2 separate regions of the Sus scrofa genome follow, and region 1 is linked to region 2. The links are chromatin contacts, called in public HiChIP or PLAC-seq maps. All regions are on one chromosome and are shown on one strand. The core of a region is the stretch at or near the end of the contact, and the rest is flanking DNA. Distances in the headings are between cores, read along the strand shown. Region 1 holds the start of RBM24 (RNA-binding protein 24). Region 2 has its middle 51 kb from the start of STMND1.

Region 1 (4,204 bases), core at 1,605-4,104, 63 kb before region 2:
TTCTCATCTCTATGTATCAGTTTCTTCATCTGTAGCATAAGGGTCCTGGAGTACATGAAATCTCTTTCTTGTCTTTCATTACTAACAGAATTGTGGTTTTATTTTGAACATTTACCATCCAGACACCACTGCCACCCATCCTCCTCTTGGGTCAATTCAACTTGAAGGCTGAACCAACTGCCTGCTCTGAACACAGGGCAACTGGTGGTAAAAGCAGAGACAACACTAAGTAGGGAAGTAGAATCAGCTGGAGTTGACAGTTTGGGCCCATATAATCCACAAGTGAATGATCTACAAGTGGCTAAAAACCAGAAAACGGAGAATGGACTATGATTGTGTATAGGAAACAGATGAATTAAGCTCAGTCGAGTCTGGGTGCGTACAGACTGTCCCCACCCCCAAGATGTATTTTTTGCCCACAGGGGCATTTCAAGTCTGGAAAGCAGTGCTTACAACTCTTATCTATAATGCCTTGAATAACCAGCCCCCGGTTCAACTTTACTGAACCCATCTACAGATTCTCAGGGAACCACTGTCTTTCCATCAGGCATTCATTCCGTTCAGAAGAGGGCGGAGGGCGGGGCGGGGGGGGGGGTCCTCCCGTGGGGGAGGGGGGACGGGTAGTGTGAGGGACGCGTTTCTCACCTGGTTGCATGATCCTTGGTTTTGCTCCCAAGTACGCCAGATTCACATTGGCCTTCCTGCCGTCAATGATGGGGTTGGGATCCTTGCAGGCTCTTTCGGCAGCAGCGCGGTCAGCCATGGTGACCTTAGCAACATACACACACAGACAGACACACAAAGCTCTAAATCAACCCCCGAAGAAACCAAGAATCGTACTGGAGAAGTCATTCATGTTAATAAAACCGAGGGGGTTCTTAAACTTTTCCTTTCTCTTTTTTTTTGGGGGGGGAGCGTGGGGTGGGGGGCAGCAACTTATTACTTGATCCTCCATCCGAAACAAAAAGAGAAAACAGAGGAGCCCCCCCCCCCAAGTCCTAAAGGTGCTAGTAAGGCCTAGCAGAGATTCGGAAGCCTGAACTCCGTCTTAGAACACCTCCACATCCCCCCCACCCCCGCCCCCGACCATTCCCCAGGTCCCTCCGCGGCCTGAGAGGCACAGTTTGCTTTAAAGAAAGACTAGCCGCACCTCCGCCCGCCCGTTGTTCCCATCCCCGCAAACACTCCCCAACGACAATAGCTATTGTCCTACGCTGGGGCTCCCCGCTCCTCGGTGGCTGAATTTACACGCGGAAATCTCCGGGAAGCTTACTAGGCTCTCTTTCACTTCGGCAAAGAGCCAGAAGCTGATCTTTTAAAAGAACGCATCTTTGCAATTTACAAAAAAAGGGAGGAGGGAGGTGGCAGAAGAGGAGGCCCAGACCTCCTGAGGTGTCCGCTCTCTGCCCCAGCCGGAGCACCAGGAGGACCCACGCCTCTTGACAAAGCAACAGCGCGCTTCCAGACCGGCCTCCAACCCGAGTGCAACTCCTAGGGGCTGTGGCTCCCAATCCCCCGCAACCCCAAACCCAGCGGTGGTTACAGTTCTCTCCTTCCACCCCTGCTCCGCCTGTCCCTCGACTTCGCAGTGCTCTCCATCCCCTCCGAGCCCCCGAAGGCAGGCGCCGGCCCTCCCTCCCCCAGCTCCGCCGCGCGCAAACTTTCAGTTCAGCCGGGAGCGAAGGGGCAACAGCGCGCGCGCCCGCGGGGATCCTCGCACAGTCACTCCGAGCCCCCCACTCCAAACTCCGACCCCCTCGGGCCAAGCGCCACTCTGCCCTTTCCCGCCTCCGCGGTCCTCGATTTCCCCGCCAGGCTTTTTGTCGCCCTCTCCACTCCCCCACCCCCACCCCCCGGCCCCGCATCCGCGCAACTTACAAATCCATAGCCCCGGGACTTGCCGGTCTGCCGGTCGGTGATGACCACCGCCTCCTCGATCTCGCCGAAGACCTCGAAGTACTTGCGCAGGCTGGCGTCGGTGGTGTGGTAGGGCAGCCCCCCGACGAAGATCTTGGTGTACGTCGTGTCCTTCTGGGTCGTGTGCATCTTCGCGCCGGCCCCGCGGCTCGGGCTCCGGCTGCGGCTGCGGCTGCGGCTTGGGCAGCGGCTGCGCCTCCTCCTCCGGCTCCGCGTCTCCCGCACCCTTTCGCGGCCTCCGGGGACCAAGGGCGAGCCCGGGGGCGAGGACGGCGGCGCGGCGGGGACGAGCGGCCGGGGGCGGCCGAGGGCGCGGGGCGCGCAGCTGCCGAGGTCGCCAGCAGCCCGGGAGACTTGACTTCGCTCTCTCCTCCCGCCCCCCCTGCCGGTCACAGTACAAATTCTCCCGATCGTCTGGGTTAGGCTGCGGTTCCTTAGGATGTGCAAACGGTTTTCACTCACCCGGCGGGGAGGCCAAAAATGAAAAGGGAGGGTGGTCCTCAAGCCGAGAACTGGGGTGCGTTTAGAGGTAGATTTTTCTTTCCTAGAAATTAGGTAGGTGTCTCGCGCGGGGCGTGGGTAGGGTCGGCTGGGAGAGCGTCCTGGCACGGAGGTGGTTGAGCTGGGGGCGCGGCGGCGGCGGCGGCGGCGGAGCCGGGGGTAGGGGACTCCGCGCGGCTTCGGCTCGGGTTCTGTCCCTCCCGCCGCGGAAGCTGGAAGACAAGTGGCGAGGACAGCTCTCCACCTCTCTGCTCCCTTCCCCCGCGGGCCGGGGGTCGGCGCCCGGCTGGGGAGGGGGCGGGCCGGACTCCTGCGATTGGCCGCGGCCGCACCTGGGGCGCCCGGCGCCGCCGCCCCCCAGCTGTTGGGAACAGCTGCTTCTCTAGCCGCGCGGCGTGGCGCTGGGCGGCCAGACTCCGGCTCTGCAGCCGGCGCTGGGGTAGGGCTGGGGATGGCTGGAGGCGGCCTGGCTCTCGGCGTCGCCGGCCCTAACCGGACAAAGTCCTAGGGACTCAGCGCGGCCCCAGCCGGGACCTGGGACACGGGGACTACGCCCGAATAGGGAGCCACGTCTCTTTCCAAAACGGCCACGCGAGCTCTTTGCGCTCGGCCTCGGTGACACGGCTGACGACCTGGACTGAAGAGCTGGGGGCCCCGAGGCCTGGAGCGGTTCGCTGGGAGGCCAATTCCCTCCGGGCGCGAGGCGCCCACGAGCTCCGCCAAGGACACCGGAGTTGGATACCCTCGCGTCTGGAGAGTGAAAAGGGGGGCCCCCAACCTTCCTTGACCCCAATGAGCTGGTGGTGAGGACAAAACCAGAGAGGCACAGCCAGGAGGGAGAAAATGGTCTGGTCCTCGGGTGTACTGGGGAGAACCATCAGCTTTCTTTGCTCAGGGCTCAGCCAGGCTAAGTTACCGTAGACACCTGTCTATCAGGCACAGCCTTCTATTTCAAAGGACCATAAATTAGCACTTCATCTCACAGTCACCAAATTTGTGTCCTCCCTAACTATTCGGAAAGATTGATGCAGATTTCACATCATAAATTCACCTTTTCCCCCCTAAGCAAAGAATTAACCTATTTCCTACTATTTAAATTACAGGAATGATTAGTGACTTGACCCCAACTGTTTTTATCAAGATGTAGTTGTAAAAGTGTAATTTTTGAAATAGACTTGTTACATAAGCCCTGGTTTCTACCAGCAAACCTTTAAGCATTTGTAGAAAATAAAGACCATGTATATTTATTTTTTCGGATCAGTTTTTTTTTTTTTTTTTTTTTTTTTTTTAAATCAAGAGTTCATTCCATTAGTCTGTAAACTCATGGTCATATTTGAGGTTTGGCTGAAGATGTTTAATGGGAGCAGAATGTTTCACCCTCCACTGTTGGCACTCAGTTTGCTTTTAAGTCATTTCCACCAGAAGTGTCCACTGAAGTCCACACAGTAACTGCCCCTGGGCAGCAACATTTATTCAGTTTAAAGCAGTTCAGTGTTAACCTATTAGAGAGGCACATACTTTTGTTCCTCTCTCCAGGGCACATTTGCAGTCAGCCCAAGAGGATGTGATATATTGCATTTGCAAAAGCTAATGGGAATGCAAATATTCTTGTGCAATATGTTGGATTCTGTTTTTCATCTTGCTGACTTTACATGAGGCTGGCCTTTTGAGGTCATCCATTTCTTTAAGTGTGAACCCCCAGTGGGAGTTATGGAGGACTAAGAAATCAAAAGTTTCTTGAAAAATCTTTTAAAAATCCAATTGAAGAAAAAGATTTTACAGGCTT
Region 2 (3,931 bases), core at 1,293-3,792:
CCAAGAAATAGCAAAAAGACAAAAAAAAAAAAAAAAAAAAAAAAATCCTGTGTTAAGTGCTACTGTGTAAAGGATACTTAGCGTTGTAGATAATCTATAGACTTAATAAGTATGGTAATATTGTGTTTAGCAAGAAAAAACAAACCTTTTCTGGGGGTCTTTTTAGGGCTGCACCTGCAGCATATGGAAGTTCCTAGGCTAGGGGTTGAATTGGAGCTGCAGCTGATGGCCTGCGCACAGCCACAGCAGCACTGGATTGGAGTCTCATCTGTGACTTACATACACCACAGCTCATGGCAAGGCTGGATCCTTAACCCATGGAGTGGGGCCAGGGATCGAACCCAAGTCCTCATGGATACTAGCTGGGTTCCTTACTGCTGAACCATGATGGGAATAGCAATAAGGCTATTTTAAATGCACTTTTCATTAGTTGGGGAACTAAAGCTGAGGTTGGGGGGAGGGGTTGATAAAAGCAGCTCTGGGCTGTGTCCCCATATCTTAAAATAAAGAATGAGCATTGTTTCTATGTGTCACCATCCTCCAAAAAGCCAAATATTGGCTGCAACAGAAAGGCAAGCTGGCTTCTACCATTTGGATCAGCTTGGTTGCACTTCATGGTCCCTTAACAGAGCAAAATTCTCCCCTTATCCTGCCCGTTCCCCATTCCCAATCCTTGGGGGTAACTAGCACTTCATAGGGAAATACTATTTTGCCTCCTTTGAAGGATGTGGATGAAACCGGGAAGACGAAGCTGAAAAGCTTGATCTCACAGAAGGTGAGACCTGGAGGCAGAGGGGCCGGATTCAGATGGAGACCTGGCCGCTTCTGGCCTGGCACCAACTGCCTACTCATCCTTTTTAAGGTTTCGTGTTTCCGTTTACAAAGCTGGGACGATGGTCCCCCACCCCCGCCCCCGGGGGTACGGAGGGGTTAAAGGAGGTCATTGATGTACCAGCGCGTGACAGGCATGACGTAGCAACCACTGGGTTTGGTCCCAACCTGTCTCTGACCTCGCTCCTTGTTCTGGGTCATCCACGTCTCTCTTCTCCCCCGACCGCCCCCCAACCCAAGAGCATTGAGGAAAAGCCTCAGTGCATCCACATCAGCCTTATGTAACCCACGGGGTCCTTCCTCTCTGTTGTTTTACATAAACAGCAGCTCATTGCCGGTTGGCGGGCCTCTTGCAGGGTGATCGCCCACCGGATGTGGAGCATCCGCCTGTCCTGAGGGCACAGCCACCCCCCACCCCCCGCCCGCCCCCACCATCGAGGTGAGACATCAGCACTGCTCTTTTTGAGAAAAGCTAGGGCTTAGTGGGTGTTCCGTTCTGTGTTCCCTCATCCTCCATGTTTACTTTTGTGCTCCTTCCAAGGACCGAATGTTCTCTGGGGAAGGTTTCTTAGAAGGAGGAAGCGGTGTTTGCGTAAAAGCCCCACTGCGGATCAAGGGCTCTGCTCTCCCAGGCGAGAGGCTGACCTGGGCTCTGGGAGTGACGGGAAAGAGAATCAACGGGCAATCAGAAAGAGTGCCATGGCAACACTCGGGCATGGCCACACAACATCCTCATCCAAGGGTCGGCTGTGAATGTCAAGTGCATCATGTTCGCTGAGGCAGGCTCAGAGACCGGCCAAACTCTGGGCCATGCCAGTGAAATATGACTGTCGTTTTCCCTGCTCCTTAATACCCGGTTTTCCTGAGGTGACATTTCTCGTAGTGCAAAACGGGAGCAAACCCATTTTAGCCTCTCCTGGCTCTTGATTATCAAGCTTAGTTTTCTGACAGAAGAGTCCAAGTTCGGTCCAATGGTCTATCCATATCAACAAAAATGGCAGGTCCTAAAGTTAGAGGTGGCTGAACACAGGACGCACTGTGGCATTTGGGCTGCTGGATGGTCAAGAAACCTGCCTTTTCCAGGGCAGCTGCAGGGAAGGCAGTGACCAGCTGCCTCTGGAAACTCGGATCAAGCTTCCTGAGAATTGCACAAGCCCGGTGAGCAGCCACTCCATCCTGACTTGCCTTTTGCTGAACACTGTCTATTAGTCTAGCCGAGGGCTCAACCGCCCAGGCCCAGGGCCAAGGATGGACCTATTTCTGTTGAGAAGAGTCAGAAATGCTTTCCATTTAATCCCGTCTCAGATAACATTGCAGATGACTTAACCCATAAAAATAAATTCAATTATTTGAGGTCTAATGTGTGTTTGGATCTTTATAAATAGATGATGTGGGCTATATTTCATTACTGGCTTTAATAGAAAAAGCATGGGCTGAGTGTCTGTAAGATGAAGCCTGTTTAGCCATTTTAAAGCCTATAACCATCTTGATAATTGGAGGGAGATGCCCTAGAATTCAATAACATAATAAGGTAGATATAAAAAGTTCTAAAGACAGTGTGTGGATTGATAGTATAAATACAGTTCACGCAAGCCTAACTTTGTAAGTAAAAGGTAAAACACCATTTCTGATTGTGGTATGTCCAGACTATGAATGAGTAGCCATTTCTGCCCCAGAAAAATTGAATTTCTCTAAAAGGATATATTAAGGACATGAACTGTGGCAAAGCCCAACAGCTTATGAATTTGCTCAGAGCACCACCTAGTGGACAGACGGGTATTGCTGCAGAAACTCAGGAAGCAATAGTGGAATGCGTTTAAATTTCTTGAGAAATAGGAAAATCCTTTTAAATCTCTAGTTTCTAAATAAGTTTTCTAATCACTACATATATATTTTTGCTTCAGTAAATATAGCATAGGGAACAATAACCAACCATTTCTTAGGCAAGAAATGGTTCTTCGGAATCTGTGCTTTAAAGGCCATTCTTTGGAAAGGATGCCACTAGTTGATCAAATTATAGGTTATAACTAATTAAGTGGCACATATAGGTATGTATGTGTGAGCATATATACATGTGTATACACATACACACACACACACACATATATATATATACCACTCCCTTAAACAATTTTTAGAATGTGCTTTGCTACCCCGATGGCCCAGATGTGAGCTCCCAGAGGGCAGGTGCCACTGCTTATGGGTCTTTGCAGCCTGAGTGTCCAGGGTCTTTGGATTTAAAGCAGTGGTTCTCAACCCTGGCTGTATTTCGGAATCCTCAGGGGGACTTTCAAAAACACTGATGCCAGGTGCCCCCCTAGAGACTCTGATTTAATTGGTGTTGAGAATGTGCTGGGTGTTGTGAATTTTAAAAGCTCCCCAGATGGTTCTCATGTGCCATTAGTGCTGGGAACCACTGATTTCAGGAACAAATTCTCCCAGGTGCAGAAATGGCAGCTTCGCTTCTCTGAGGCAGCAGAGGGCAGCAAGAAGGAAGGAGGTAACAAAGGCAGGTGGGGATTTGCCTGGAACCTCATGGCAGTGAACTGGTTACCTAGTGTTACCCATCGAGTTACCTAGGGTGGGAATAGTGCATTATGGACATTTTCTGGCCTGCTAGTCACAGGTAGTTGAGATGAAAGGAAGAGTTTGAGGACATTAGAAAGTTCTAGAAATAAGCCTGACTTTGGTTTGCACACTATCATGAAAAAGCACAAACAATTCACAAAAAGGGAACTAATTAATATATGGAAAATGTAGTAGTAGTAGAAGTTCAGTAGTAATAATGAGTTCAAATGAATATTTCCTCCCTATTCCAATAATGATTATCTTAATGATACTTAACAGGGAGAGAAGGAACTTGATATTCAATTGATTAAATCCGTTTGGTAAATCAACTGAGCGGCATGGAGCAAGGCTGATAAAAATGTTTACCATCTGACCACATAATTCCTCTGAGAATCTATGGAAATGGTTCACAATATTGGAAAAGCTGCACAGACAAATATATTCATCATGGATATTCCTAACAGTGCAATATCAGGTATAGTCAAAGTATTACACAACAAAAGAAAGGCTAATGAAAGATAAAGTTAGGAGT

The links. HiChIP or PLAC-seq counts read pairs in DNA pulled down with a chosen protein or histone mark.
Region 1: an H3K27ac HiChIP or PLAC-seq map of skeletal muscle shows a contact between it and region 2. The contact joins the promoter of RBM24 here to the enhancer-like site in region 2. A contact is called at or near these places in 7 of 47 Hi-C or Micro-C datasets (epiblast stem cells, fetal heart ventricle, fetal skeletal muscle and 3 more) and 1 of 2 datasets of contacts at active chromatin or transcription factors (skeletal muscle).

The regions. Positions count from the first base shown.
Region 1 is chr7:13,125,168-13,129,371 of Sscrofa11.1, reverse strand. RBM24 (RNA-binding protein 24) reads right to left here and starts at 2,854. Exons shown (of 4, transcript XM_001925447.6): 1 at 1,879-2,854; 2 at 646-769. The coding sequence starts at 2,046. It overlaps LOC110261788 (a long non-coding RNA gene), which reads left to right and starts at 2,824. Exons shown (of 3, transcript XR_002346330.1): 1 at 2,824-4,204.
Region 2 is chr7:13,061,987-13,065,917 of Sscrofa11.1, reverse strand. No RefSeq gene overlaps it. Among named protein-coding and RNA genes, the nearest start is that of STMND1, 51 kb to the right of the region's middle. Within about 2 kb of position 2,542, at least 6 of the 83 cell types and tissues checked have an H3K27ac peak or open chromatin away from gene starts, as enhancers often do. A contact at or near this core is called in fetal skeletal muscle and skeletal muscle, where this site is marked.